Linked DNA regions of Mus musculus: region 2 is linked to region 1. A link is a contact called in public promoter capture Hi-C data. All regions are on one chromosome and are shown on one strand. Each heading gives the region's core, a stretch centred on a gene start, on an enhancer-like site or on the middle of the called end of the contact. The rest is flanking DNA. Distances are from core to core; before and after follow the strand shown.

What was found. Promoter capture Hi-C pulls out the DNA fragments that hold promoters and counts their contacts.
Region 2: a contact with region 1 is called in a promoter capture Hi-C map of hematopoietic stem and progenitor cells. The contact joins the enhancer-like site here to the promoter of Gcm1 in region 1. A contact is called at or near these places in 21 of 39 promoter capture datasets (the 3T3-L1 cell line, the C10 cell line, the HPC-7 cell line and 15 more), 1 of 15 datasets of contacts at CTCF or cohesin (large pre-B cells), 5 of 484 Hi-C or Micro-C datasets (B-cell progenitors, the HPC-7 cell line, Th1 cells and 2 more), 14 of 115 datasets of contacts at active chromatin or transcription factors (the HPC-7 cell line, bone marrow-derived macrophages, double positive thymocytes and 8 more) and 5 of 9 other capture datasets (adipose tissue, embryonic stem cells, liver and 2 more).

The regions. Positions count from the first base shown.
Region 1 is chr9:78,048,700-78,055,879 of GRCm38.p6, forward strand. It overlaps Gcm1 (glial cells missing homolog 1), which reads left to right and starts at 3,259. Exons shown (of 6, transcript NM_008103.3): 1 at 3,259-3,341; 2 at 5,113-5,292. The coding sequence starts at 5,218.
Region 2 is chr9:77,815,844-77,823,023 of GRCm38.p6, forward strand. All of the region lies in intron 1 of Gm34654 (a long non-coding RNA gene), which reads right to left. Among named protein-coding and RNA genes, the nearest start is that of Gm34654, 32 kb to the right of the region's middle. Within about 2 kb of position 3,223, at least 14 of the 459 cell types and tissues checked have an H3K27ac peak or open chromatin away from gene starts, as enhancers often do. A contact at or near this core is called in bone marrow-derived macrophages, hematopoietic stem and progenitor cells and neutrophils, where this site is marked.

The DNA of each region.
Region 1 (7,180 bases), core at 2,009-4,508:
AGCCAGATTTGTCATCTGCTAGAGACTCTCCTTAGAACAGAGATGGGCGCAGACTGGAGCTAAGATGCCCAGGCTTGGCTTTGGAAACTGTGGGGCTTTTGTAGTACATGAAGAAACCACCTAAAGCTACAAGCTTAATATTTAGAAACCCTAGAGGAAAGCCCTCAAGTTCAGCTTTTCACAGGTCAGAGAATGGACCTCTGGGCCATCCCTTGATTCTCTCTGGACTGAGCAGGAGCTGGGTGCCTAGGAGTCTGGCAATGTGATCCATCTCTGTGTTCTTCACTCTGAGTTGGGTGAGACTTCCCAAAACCTTTCCTAATATTAAAGGATGCTGTATAAGCCCTTCCAGTCTCACCTTTAGACTCACAGTGACCAAGGAGAGTGGTTTGTTTAGAAGGGTGGGTGAGCTTCAGACTCTTGGACTAGGAGCTGAGGGTGTGTTCATAGACTCCCCTCTCTGGTGTATGTTGAAAAACCCAGTTCTAAGGGTTGAAGGCATGCAAAACATCTATTGTGTCACCCATAGCATGCCTGAGGGCTGGAGCTGGCCTCAGGCTGGCGTCCAGGCTTTCTGCTCCCCTGCTAGGCCATTCTTTTCTCCTGCCTTTTAGATGCTGCCGTGTGACAAAGATGTACATCTGCAGGTCTCAGGTCAACCTTCCATTCGGCATCTGAGATGAAAGACTCATTTTCTCCACCTCTAATTTGGAAAATTCCAGAGAAAAGCTGGGTCAGGCTGGGTCCCATGCCAGATGGGACAGAAAGTTCTAAGCGATAGCCTTTGGGGGGAAAGGTGGCTTTCTCAAAGATGATGGAGGAAGGAGGCAGGGGTAAAGCTGACTCCAGAAGGAACCAGAATGAGGGGCAGCTTAGCTCCATAGCCCAAAAAGTGATTTCTAACATCATCCTTCTCCAGTGGATATTCATCCTTGGACCAGTGTTGGGCCTTACTTTAAATACCTTCTTTATAATTTCAACTAATATAATTTAATAATGCCCATTTCCTGAGGCAGTGGTGAGGATTAAATGATTGATATGGTGTCTAACACACAATGAAAGTTAGAAAGACTTCTTGATTAAGAGATGAGGCATGGCAGAACTGGGGGATTGGACTCTGGAACACTAGTTGAAATAGATTCTGGAAGGAAAGTTTTATGCGTGGAAGAAGTCCACCCGTTAGGTAGGAATCAGAGGTCATAGCTAGGCCGAACCCTCCGTACCGAGATGACAGAGAGGTCCTGGACCAGAAAAGGGCAGTATAATATGACTCTCCTGTTTGCTTTCTTTGACAGTTTCAAACATGACCGATGCCTGGGTTATGAATGCCACAGAGAGGGGATGTTGCCAGAATGTAATATCTAGGGAGTCAGTACATGAGACGGTCCCACACCAATAAAAGTTATCTCACCTCCAATGCCTAAAGCATTACTATTATACTCATGAAATCAGCCAGAAAGATCCCAACAGACTGGTGGCAGACTGAAGGGAATTCGGGGGTGGGTAAGAGAAGCATTAGCAGGTAAGGTCAGCTACTCCACAGGTGGTTCTATCCACATTTCCTAGGCAGGGTCCTTGTCCAGGGAGGAAGCAACAAATGGAAAAAGGACACAGAGACTTCTACTTGCACGGAGGCGGAGACAAAGACCACAGACCCAATCCAGCATCGGTTGTCTGTGATGCTTGACTGTACAGTTTTATTTCTCATGTTAGAATCGTTCCTAGCTGAGTGTGGTGGGCATGCCTGGGGAGAAGGAGTAGGAGTGACAGAAAGACTATGCGCATCAAGCGTAATTTAGGGAAATGCCCAGCGTGGCCTCTGATTCATTGTAAGAATTCAGTCAAAGGAAGTTGATAACAGTTGGGAGAAAGAGGAAGGAAGACCAGGAATTTCAAGTGACCTTCTGCTACATAGTAATTCTGAGGTCAGCCTGGTCTATAGGAGGTCACTCCCATCTCAAAAAACTAAGAAACCAATCAATAAACAAAAGCAAAGAATTCACAGAGCCAGTAGCAGAAGTGAGGATTTGGCAAGTTGAGACCTCAGCCTTAGGGCATGGAGCTCACTGGGTAGAACCTGTCCTTGGGACAGGCATAGCCCTGGTGCTGCAGCTGGAACCCAGCAGGAGTTTCCTGTGAAGGAAAGGAGGGGGAAAAAAAAAACCCTTCGACTCAGAGCAGCTGGCAAGCCAGGTCAGATCCACATCAACGAGAGGAGGCAATCCCACAAATTAAGCAAAAAATATCTACATTTGGTACATGCAGAAAAAAAAAAAAGCAAGAGTTTGAAGCTATGTGACCAAAATACAGTCTTAGATATCTACTGAAAGATTGCACTATGGATTAGCCACAATGATAAACAAGACAACAGATTTTGATTTTATTTTGTGATTAGAAAAACAGTTACTGTTAGTGATACGGTTAAGGGTTCTGAAATATCATCGAAAAGAGAAGTCACGTGTTTCAGAACAGTATTGGAAGATATTGGATGGGTCTGTTAGAATTCCTAAAAGATGGGTCAGATTTAGATATGGAAATGAAAAAAGACCTTGGGGGAGGTGGGGGGGGGTTTGCTGTTTAGCTCAGGCTAGCCTTGAATTTGCAGAGACACTCCCTGGAGTTAGAGCTCTGCCCTGCCACCCTGAACTACACAGAACTTCTTGATGTCTTTGATTCTCCGTTATATCTCCGAAGCCCAGCAGACTACCTGGGATTCCGCAGAGGAGCTGGGCTTGAAGAATTGCATTCGTTGTCAGGTTTGATACACTTAGAATTAGAGATGGCTTTCAGTGTTTCTGGTTTAGGGCTGCTAGCTGTCTAAAAACTATCTCAGTAATTTCCATCCCCCCCCCCCCTCGGTGTTTGCACTGCCATGAGTCTCCCTGTCTGCCTTCTCGCTCACACACACAGAGGATAAAACGCATCTACTGTAAAACAGTCGCTCTTGGATTCAATCTATAAAACTATCAGGAAAAAAAAATCTGTATTTCTTTTCAGAGTTTTGTTTTGTTTTGTTTTTCCCTCAATATCCTTTTAAGTTAGATGTCCTCTTAGCATTAAGGAGGGGAAAGTTCAGAGGCACACCATAGAATATTCATCACATGGCTAGCACCCTGAGAAGAGCTGGGCTGCTCCTACCTGTCCCTGGCTGAAAGCATCTTGATTTTGATTGGACAGTTGCCAGAGTCATTAGCATAGTGTACCCTGACCTGGGTTAGGGAACAGCGACCACTTAGAAATGAACAGAACTTGCAGGACCTGAGCCAGAGCTGACACTTGTATGACACCTGGACAAGAAGCTGACAAGAAGGACAGACTCGGGAGCACTGAAGGCGGACAGGGTGAGTTGTGTAGCCATGGCCACAGGCTTTATTTGTTCTAGGTCATGGTCTGTAAAAATGATGGAAGCTGAACACGCCTTGGTCACAACTCTGAAATAAAAGGAAGTCTTGAAAAATTTAGACCTTTATTTTAATCCTGGGGAAAGATTGAGTTTACTTACTGACGGGATAAAGCAGGTTTTCCCCAATGTCTTGTTCTTAGTTTTTAGGGAAATACTAAATTAATCCTCACTTCATAAAAGTATGTGTTGGAGAAAAGTCTCTTTAAAGTTTTTAAAATTATTGTACTTTTGGGGAGTAAAATCTTTATTCCTCTGCTCTTAATTTAAAATCAAGTATCTAGCCTTGTCTAAGAACAGCATTTTTAGGTTTAGACAGTATAAATCTTGTTTTCCAACTTTTTTTTTTTTTAATCTGTTCTGTTTTGTGTGAAGTGCGCTGTGGGTCATAACCATTCTAATTACAAGTTTGGGCTAGCAGAGTTAGGGCTGTGACAGACGATGACTTTTACTATTCACTACTTCTCTACTTGTCATGTGAGCGGTCTCTGAACTGAGGTGGCAACCATCTTTTTCCAAGCAGCTCAATAATTGTTTCCTAAACATAGAGATTTACTTAGAAGTTACCGATGAGGGGCCGGTGGTAGCACCTCGGTGGTTCAGTGCAAGCCCCGGCGTCCATCCTCAGCGCCACAAACACCTCAGCCCAGAAACAAAGCTAAGACAGACTGAGAAGAGCCTCTCGCACATTTAGTCTTGAATGGCAGTGTTTGCGGAGGGGACTGGACTTCGTGGTTTGGGGGAAGGGGGCTGATCTTACAAAGGTGATGAACAGTTCATGGGATTTATCTATAAAAATATTAGTTAATCTAAAGTGCTATGGGCATAGTCCTAAGCTAGCTGTGTCTTTTTATGCAAATTTACATATTTTTGGTAGAACTAGGTGGTTCCAGGTAATAATGGCTCCTAAGGCTCTTATAACCCAGATCTAGCAATGAGGATGGAAATATACCTGAGGATAAAAGTAGGGACCAGAGTATTGAAACCCTAAAGTCTACTGTAGCAAGTGCTAGTGGCTTCTGCAGATTTTTTTATTGGCAGTTGGTACTTGCAAAAATGTCAATGAAATTGCTATTTCCAGCAGACAGGTAATAGATGGATTCTTTCTGTATTGTATTACTTTGTTGCTTCTTTAGAAAAAAAAAAGATTTATTTATTTTATGTATATATATGTACATTGTTGCTATCTTCAGGCACACCAGAAGAGGGCATCAGATCCCATTACAGATGGTTGTGAGCCACCATGTGGTTGCTGGGAATTGAACTCTGGACCTCTGGAAGAACAGTCAGTGTTCTTAACTGCTGAGCCATCTATCTCCCCAGCAGCCCCTTGTTTCCAAGTCTTAAGCTTTAATGTGCACATGGGACTGAGCTAATGATCACCAGAAAAATTATTAACATGTGTGAATGCATACACACACATTCACACACACACAGAGGTCAGAGGTCAGAAGACAGCTTGTGGGGTTTCTCCTACCATTTGGGTTCCAGGAACTGAATTCAGATCTTCAGGCTTAGTAGCAAACCCATTTATCTCCTAAGCCCCCCACCACCCTCTTTTGAGACAGTCTCATATTGTAACCCAGGCTGGTCCTGAACTCACGGCAATCGGCAATCTTCCTGCCTCGGTCTCTAGGGTCTGAGCCACCACATCTGGCTTTGTAGTTTCTAATCTCTTAAATCATCTGTGTTATTATCATTTATTTACTTAGCTTTGAAAAACAAGCCCTTCAGCTGCTCTTGTGGCCCGAGTTCTGAGACTCCAAATAGCTCTGACAACTGGAGTAGAGAAGAGCCTGTGTTGAGCAGACCTTATCATGGAACTGGACGACTTTGATCCTGAAGACAAAGAGATACTGAGCTGGGACATTAACGATGTGAAACTGCCTCAGGTATGCGCTTGGAGGACTGGCCCAGCATGTGGCGGTGAGGCCTGATGCTCAACTCCCCCCCTAGGCTCTAGAAGGGAATCTGTCAGATCCTAGCCAGGTGAACGCCTTTAGAGCTTCAACCGTACAGCTAAACTGAGGGATTGCAAGGGGAGAAGTAAGGCCTAGGATTTGAAACCCACAAGAACAGACAGAGCCAAAGAAAGCACTGCTTCCTCCCTTTCGAAGCTGGCTCACTCAGTTTACACACTCAGTACTTGCAAGCAGAGTGACTCCTCTTAAGGCATACAACTCCATAGCGACTTCTTTACTGTGACACTTTTAACAGTTAACCCTGACCCTGGACTATCTGAACAGTGGTGCCCTTGGGGTCACAGCCTGCTCTTGAGGGACTTAAGGAACTACCATCCATGGGTTCATTGGCTGGTCCCCACTCTACCCAAGAGCGCTTGCTTTGCTTGTCACACGGTCTGTGGCCTCCTCTATGCAAATAGCTGTGCTGTGTGTGCATATGAAAGAACTGGGGGGAGGAGGGAGACAAGGTCTTACTCAACAGCCCAAGCTGGTCTTAAATCCCCAAAGGAGCGCAAGCTTGTCTTGAACTCACAATCCTTTTGCTTCTGTCTCCCAATCACAAGCCCAACTAGCAAATAACCTTTGAACTCTAATTCAATGGAAAGCATTAATTAAGACCAAGTTTCTGTGTCTATCACTCCTATCTTGTCCTCTCTTCCTGGTGTCTAAAGATGGTTTTACTGGGCATGTGGCTGTGACTAGTAAGCCTGGAGTCCACTAATACCAAATACTGAAACAATTGATCCTCCAGTCTGTCCTGGGCAGGGCAGAGGGGTTGGGGACTCCAGTCTCAGCTCACCACCTTTCTGGGTTCTCACAGTAATGGACCCTCTCTTCTGTTTCTCATTGGTTTCCTTCAATTTCTCCTTGAGTTCTCCTTTGGTGGGTGTGAGAAAGCTGGAAGACAGAAAAATATGCCCATTCATCAAGAGGGCAAATAAACCGCCACCATGCTGGGCAAACATCCATTTTCAGGGCTTGTTTTGGAAGTTGCCGTTGACTTGTGCCACCATTGCTGCAGCTGTCTTAGGAAAACTTGAGAGTAAATTTTAATTGCTGTTGGCTCAGTGGTCTGTATTTCTTCCTATTTTTAATTTCATGCTTGTATCCTCCCCCCTCCCCGCCCCCAGAATGTGAGCTGGAGATAATATTGAGAGCTGAGGTCAGAAGATATGGAGGAACTTGTAAATGGAGGGCAGAGCTGCCACGCGTGTTGACATCATTTTTTCAGGAGTGGTGGTGCATGCCTATACAACTCCCATGTAGGAGGCAGAGGTAGGGAATGACCATAGGCTGGCCTTAAACACACACACACACACACACACACACACACACACACCCCTTTCATTCATCAGTTCCATGGAGGGAAACTCAAGGCCCAAAAGCTCCCGTTCCAGAATGAATTTCCAAACCCCAAAACATTCTTGCCTCCTTAGGCTAGCTATCACACAGGAAAGTCCACGGTCAACATGCACACTTCTGCTCTAGAAACAGTCCCTTTGCAGCTAGGGAACAGGTGAAAGGCTTTCCCACTGGTAGAACTCAGGGGGATAACTAAAACCAGAAACATCCTTTAGGGTGGCCATTCCTCACGTGGGAAGTAGCAGGATTACTCTAGAGAGCAATTTTTGATACAAAGACATTTGTTGACTCTTCTAGACATTTAGAATTCCATCCATCTATAGGCAACCCAGAAGAGGCAAATTCACTCCAAAAAGTTATCTGTAGGGTCAAAATGACAGTATATTTTGTTTCCTTTGTTGTTAGAGGATTTTATTATGTAACCTTGACTGGCTCAGAACTTGCTATGTAGACC
Region 2 (7,180 bases), core at 1,973-4,472, 230 kb before region 1:
TTCCCACAAGTATCCCTCCTGGGCTAAGTCATATGATTTAAGGAGAAGCCCGACTTGACTGGGTGAAACAGAAGGCCAAGAGTAGGTGTAGAGCCAAAGCCCTGTGCTGCCTTTGCAGTCTGAAGACAGTGCAGACTCCGTGGTTATGTCCTGCTTTAAGTTTCTACCTTGGCTTCTCTCAAGAATCGTGCTGCGATTGAGATGTATAAACCCTTTCCTCCCCTGGTTGGTTTTGGTTATGCTTTCTAACACATCAGTGGAAATTAAACCGAGACCTTGGGTCCTGGTCAGCCATACACGGGGAAAGACCGTTGGAAGATCCAGTGAAGCGGCAGGCAGGCTTCTTGGAAAAGGCAACTTTCAGTTAAGGACTTGCAAAGTGGGGAAACCAGACCCTGGACAGGGGGAACCATGACGGCCAAAGTACAGGGCAGAAAAGAAGCAGGAAGACAAGCAGGAGCAAGAGAGGGGTTCTGTTCTGGGGTCAGAAAATTATTCAGAAGGCCAATGACTAGGGTGAGGATGGAGAGAAGGCTGTGATTACATCAGAATAGGTCTTAAATGAGGGTCCGACAAGTTTTTCCGCTTCTCTGAGGCCAACGCTGGGGCTTGTTCAACATGTGCTTCTGTGCTTCTGCCCAGTTTCCTTCAGGCAGATAAGTAGGGAGTCAGTGTGTTGGTGTGAGGTGACATCAAAAGACTAACGTGCAATTGGCAGGCTATGTCACTGTCCACTGGTCTCTACCAAAGGCTCACCTCACTGACACCCACAGGCAGAAAAGAGGTTTAAGCTGAGCCAGTAAGAAGTTGAAGGACCCTGCAGGGAGCCTCCACACAGGTTTGGTTTTTTGTTTGTGTGTGACCTCCATTCACCCTCTCAATGCCTCTCGGAAGTGGAGACTGCCCTCGGGGTTGCTCCTGGTGCTGTCCAAGGGGTCATGCGTGAGTTAGAGTGAGGATTTGAATCCACAGCTAACTCAGAATGAGGAAGAAAGGTGACAGAAAAAAGGACATTCTGATTGATTGACCCTGAGGGTGAGGTGAAGGTAAAGCAAGGTGAAGCATTCCACCACCCTCCCATCCACCCTCCCCTCCCCCACCTCCACCCCCTTGAGCAGCTTTGAGGCTGAGGCTGAGGCAGCTGATGGGAGGCCCCTAAGGGAGCCAAAAAGGCTGGCTCGATATAAACACTAGGCAGTCTGCAGTTTGAAGACCTTTAAGACCACTGTGGAGCTTTTACTGAGAAATATGCCTTGTAGACGCCTGTATTCTCACACTTGGTCCCCAGCTGGTGGCACTATTTGGGGAGGTTCTAGAACCTTTACATGGTGGAGCCTTGCTGGAGGAGTTCCACAGCTGGGTTGTAGGGGTTGTGAGTTTGTAGCCTTGCCTTGCATCCGGTTGGCTCTCTCTATGTTCCGTATGTGATTGGAGGCATGAGCTCTCAGCTTGCTGCTCTGGCTGCCTGCTGCTGCCTCTCTCCCACTATTCCGGACTCCCCCTCTTTCCCCTCGGGAACTATTATCCAGAATAAACTCTTCCATAAGTTGCTTTCGGTCACAGTGCTTTATCATAGCAAGAGAGAAGTATATGATACAGAAGTAAGCATAAATATCTTACACACACACCACACACACACACACACACACACACACACACACACACACCACACCACACACACACACACACACACACACACACACACACACACCCCACACACACACACCACACACACACACCACACACACACATACCACACAAACACACACCACACACACACCACACACACACACACACCACACACACACACACACATACCACACACATACATACCACACACACACACACACACACCCCACACACACACACCACGCCACTTTTTCTTTTGTGTACAAACAATGGACAAATAGCAATAATTCTTCAAAGCATATATGTTAGATCTTGTTCTTTTTTCCCCTTGAGAATTCATTCTTTATGAGCTTATAACTTGTATTCTCTCTCCCTCTCTCTCTCCACCAATGTGTGTGTGTGTGTGTGTGGTGTGTGTGTGTATGTGTGTGTGTGTGTGTGTGTGTGTGTGTATGTGTGTGTGTGTGTGTGTGTGTGTATGTGTGTGTGTGTGTGTGTGTGTGTGTGTGTGTGTGTTTCTGTCTCCACAACACAGCGTTTCATAGTATAAACTATTTTTGAATAGCTTTGTTTAATTTTTAAGGACCTATTTATTTCTATGTTATATAGACAAGCATTTTGCCTACATGTGTATCTGTGCACCACATATATCATGGGCCCACAGAGATCAGAAGAAGGCATCAGATACTCCAGAACTGGAGGTGCTTAACTGCTGAGCCCTCTCTCCAGTCCATCAGTGAGCCATCATGTGGGTTCTGAGAAACAAACTCAAGTCTTCTGCTAATTAGTTTTATGGCAACCTGACACAGTCACTGGAAAGGAGGGAACCTCAGTGGTGAAACGCCTCCATAAAACCCAGATACAAGGTATTTCCTTAATTAGTGATTGGTGGGGGTGTATCCCAGCTCATTATGGGTGGTACCACTCTGGGCTGGTGATCCTGGGTTTTATAAGAAAGCAGGCCGAGCAAGGCACGGAAAGCAAGTTAGTGAGCAGCATCCCTCCATGGCCTCTGCATCAGCTCCTCTGTCCAGTTTTCTGCCTGCCCTGTGTGAGTTTCTGCTCTGGTTTCCTTCAGTGATGAACAGCGATGTGGAAATGTAAGCCAAATAAACCCTTCCCTCCCCAACTTTCTTTCTGGGCATGGCGTTTCATCGAGGCAATAGAACCCTGACTAAGACAAGTAACAAGTGCTCTTAACTGCTGAACATCAATGGCTCTTAATCACCGAGCCATCTCTCCAGGTCCCTCGGCACATTCCATAGCCAGTTAGTTCAAATGTAGCTATGGGCTGTGCCAGGACAGTGAAGTGTAGTGCTGTTTGTCAGCTAGGAAGGACAAATAAAAGTATGCTTGTCTAACTAACTAACTAACTAACTAAATAAATAAATAAATCAAATCTTCGGGCTGGGAGAATTTATTGCAGCATTTAAAAAGTCATTCCATCCCACACTCCCCTCCTAAGACTGAGAAGTATTAAAAGCTTGGCCAGGTTTCCTGTCACTTTGAATTACAGTTACTCACAATGAAGCAAAGCGGCTTAGCTTTAGCAATTGTAAGCTTGTTCCCGTTTCTTATCACAATCCGGAAGCCACCTCCTCCACCCGTACCATCGCTGAGGGGCTTATCTCCCTCAATCCCTCCCCAGATTGCCTTTGTGAAAGATGGATTCCCCACAGATCTTCTTGAGCTTGAGCTCAGTGAGTGTGGCCTGTAAGTCTGTGCCCAGGAGGACGGTTTAGCTCCAAGTAATAAGGGGGAAGGCCTTAAGCACAATTGTTACTGATTTCAGAGACTATCACCCTGAACTGCACGGTGGGGATGAGATAGGACGAGCCACCAAGGAGTGTCCACACTTTGGATGGACACTCAATGATCACATTGGAATATACATTTGAGAACATTTTATATATGTGAGAATAGTGATTACTGAAACGATTGTTTTTTTTTTTTTTCTATTTTTATTTGCTTGTGTGTTGGTTGGTTTGTTTGATGTATGAGTGCTCTGTCTGCATGTACACCTGCATGCCAGAAGAGGGCATCAGATCCCTTTATAGATGGTCATGAGCCACCGTGTGGTTGCTGGGAATTGAACTCAGGGCTCTGGAAGAGCAGCTACTACTCAACTGCTGATCCATCTCTCCAGTCCAATAGTGGAGACAATTTAAAATAACTGTAGCTCAGAAGTTACTGTGGTGCCAATACACAGAATGATAATGGAGACTCTCAGGAACTACTATGGTCTGTCTCTAGGATGGAACTGGCCTGAAGAACTCCTGCCAATATCAGGGCCCTGTGGGACTAAGCAAAGATAGTAAGTGCAGAACCAGAAGGGCTGGTGAAGAGATGATGGAAGGGTGGGGACCTGCCATGTATCCACAAGGACTTAACATCTATATTTTGAAAACGGTCATTTGGCCTAGGATTAATACAACTAACTACAGTGTATATAAAATAGGACATGCAACTTGTACTTATTCACTGGGGAGCTAAGCCAGGGTTTGGGATATACGTGAATTGAATAAGACCAAGCTTCATGGGCTCAGATATTGGTACATTTGGTCCCAGTTTGTGGTGCTGTCAGGGGAAGCTTTGGCAGCTTACCATTGCTAAAGAAAGTACATCACTGGATGCAGGCTTTGAGAGTTAAAATCCTAATGCCATCTTCAGTTAGCATTCTCTATCTATCTATCTATCTATCTATCTATCTATCTATCTCTCCCTCTCTCTCTCTCATTCACTGCATTTGAAGATGTGAGTTCTCCTTTCCTTCTCCAGCTGCCATGCCTTCCAAGTACTGGCAAGCCTCCCTGCCACGATAGGCTCTCACCCCCCTGAATCTGTTAGCCAAAACAAACTGTCTTCCGTAAGTTGCTTTGGTTATGGCATTTAATCACAACATATGAATGGCTATTATAAAGTTGGTCCCAGAGACTAGGTTGTTGTGGCAAAAGCACCGATCATGTTGGGGTTTCCTGGAGGAATGTGAAAGGCTTTGGGACTTTGGACTTCAAAGTGGTTGAACGCTGTTGGTACAGTTTAGTGGGTTCTTCTAGTAGGAGCCTACAAGATTTTTGTGCTGAGAAAAATGCAGATGGTGGAGGCCTGGGTCAAGGAGTTCTAGGGGAAAGCAAAACTTTTAACAGTAACTGGTCAGTCTTGTGATATTTTAGCAAAGAATTTGCTGCTTTCTGCCCATGGCCTAAGAACTTGCCCAAGGCTAAATTAGCAAAGACTAATTTATTTGACAGAAGAAATTTCAAGGCAACATAATATCAACTCTTTAGCATAGTTATTAGTAATTACTCTTATTCAGGTCTGCAACTTAAAAAAGAGCGAGTGGAGAGGAAAGAAATAAAAAATATAGGTTGAAGAGAAAAGCAGCAGTAAGAAGCCTGTGTTACAGCCAATACAGTAGGTATTGTAATTGTGGAGATTAGTGCCTTTAAGGAGAGGGCACAGGAAAAAAGGGAAGGATGTCCTCGGGGTAGGGCCACACCCAGCTAAGCTTCCAGCTTTGGAAAGAAAACCTAAGGAGGTTCCTGCTCCTTGAAAGCAACTGGAAACAAACTGTTCCTGTGGTTTAAGGGGATCCGGTTTCATCCCAGGCTGGCAGCCAAACACAACGGTGTTGCCCATGGATTCATCCTCCACTGTTTCAGAGATCCTTTAAGGCCAAGGAGTGTGTTTTACAGGAGTCCCTGCATGGAGGCCCTGAGAGGACAAGAAGCTCTGAGAGGCCATAGCATGTCACTGGAAACGTGAAGCCTGGATTGCAAAGGAGATCTCAAGATGCTGGAGATGCCAGAGCTGAGATATCTGCTAAGGAGAGCTGCATACAGGAAGGGGAACCAGGTCAAGGGAGGTGTCTGTTGTAGAAAGCAAGGCTGCGAGGTGGGGTGTTATCATGGCAACAGAAAAGTTGCAACTACAGAGTAAGAATGAAATGAAGGGGCTGGAAAGATGGCTCAGTGGTTAAGATACTGGCTGCTCTTCCAGAGGACCTAAGTTTGATACCCAGCACTCACATGGTGGCTCACCACCATTTAGTCATAGGGGATCTAGTGTCCTCTTCTGGACACCAAGGGCACCAAGAATACATATATATATATAAACATTGTTTTCAAGAATGAAGTTAAGTTGTTAAAATGAAAGAAGTTGGAATGAAATGGACTGACTCCATCTTTTGATGAGGAAGGGAAAGCAAGAAGTCATTTGTCACCACAGACGAATGCTTGTGACAACAGTGTTCTCAACAGGCAAAAGCTAGAGCAACCTAAAGGTTCATCCATGGATGAAGAAAGGAAGTGTGGTCCACATAGGTTCCATTGTGTAGTGGTTACCAGGCTGAACCGAAAACGAGGTCTGTTCATATAATGGTTTACTCTTCAGCTCTAACAGGAATAAAATACATGCCAGCAGGAGTGAACCTTGAAAGCATTATTCCCAATAAAAGACGCTGAACACAAAGGTTAGAGAGCACATGAGCCATTGATATGAAATGTGTGGAAGACGGAAGCAGAGGAATGATTGACAGTTTCGATGGCTGGCTACACAAAAGCTGAACAAACCAATACCACTGAATTATTCACTTAAAGTCTGAATATTATGACTGACCTCAGACAAATGTGTATGCTAGAAAGATTACAGAAAATGTGATTCCTTGTTAGAAGGCATGTGCCACCAAGAGTGGGCTTTGAAGTTTTGAAAGCCCACGCCAGGCCCAGTTTCTCTCTTTCTCCCTCTGCCTACAACCTGTGGATTAGATGTGAGATCTCAGCTACTGCTCCAGGGCCATTCTAACCTACCTGCTGCCATGTTCCTATCATAATGGTCATGGATTAAGTCTGAAACTATAGGCAAGCTTCAAGTTAAATGCTTTCTTTCATAAGTTGCCTTGGTCATGGTGTCTCTTCACAGCAACAGAACCGTGACTAAGACCCCTTTACCCCACTCTGTAGCTCCCTTCTACTCTCCAGCCCCACCAGGCGCTTGCTCGTCCCTGTAACTCCTGAACCAGGCCTTTCCCAGTCAAGCGTGGTGGGCGTTCCATCTATGGGGCTGTCAATCTCTCAGGCTCTCACCAGGTTTACTAACCTCCTTATTCAGTATCAGTTTAGGATCCCTCCCTCACCCTGCCCCAAACACACTGTGCAAGGATCTGCAATAACACACACGCTTCTGGAGAAAGCATCCACTTGTTCCACGAAGTCTATGGTTCTCAGATTTGGGCTGCATAAGAATCAACCAAGGAACTTAATAAAACACAGCTTCCCCCTTAGATGATCTTAGATTCTGGAGCTCCTTGGTGATGTTGGTGCTGCTGATTGGGCCCATATCACATTCTCCAGGCGTCTGGGGTCCAGCACTCTAAGGCCCTGTCTGATGGTCCAAATCACATGGCCTCTGTATTGGTTCTGAATTACATTGTAGTTCCCTACTGGGTTGCTAACCCTATTGCCCATCAGAGCACAATCAGAATTTACCTAACCCTTGACAGATCCTTATCTCTATGGATTGACTTCTATGAAAAGTAATATGTTTGCTTCAT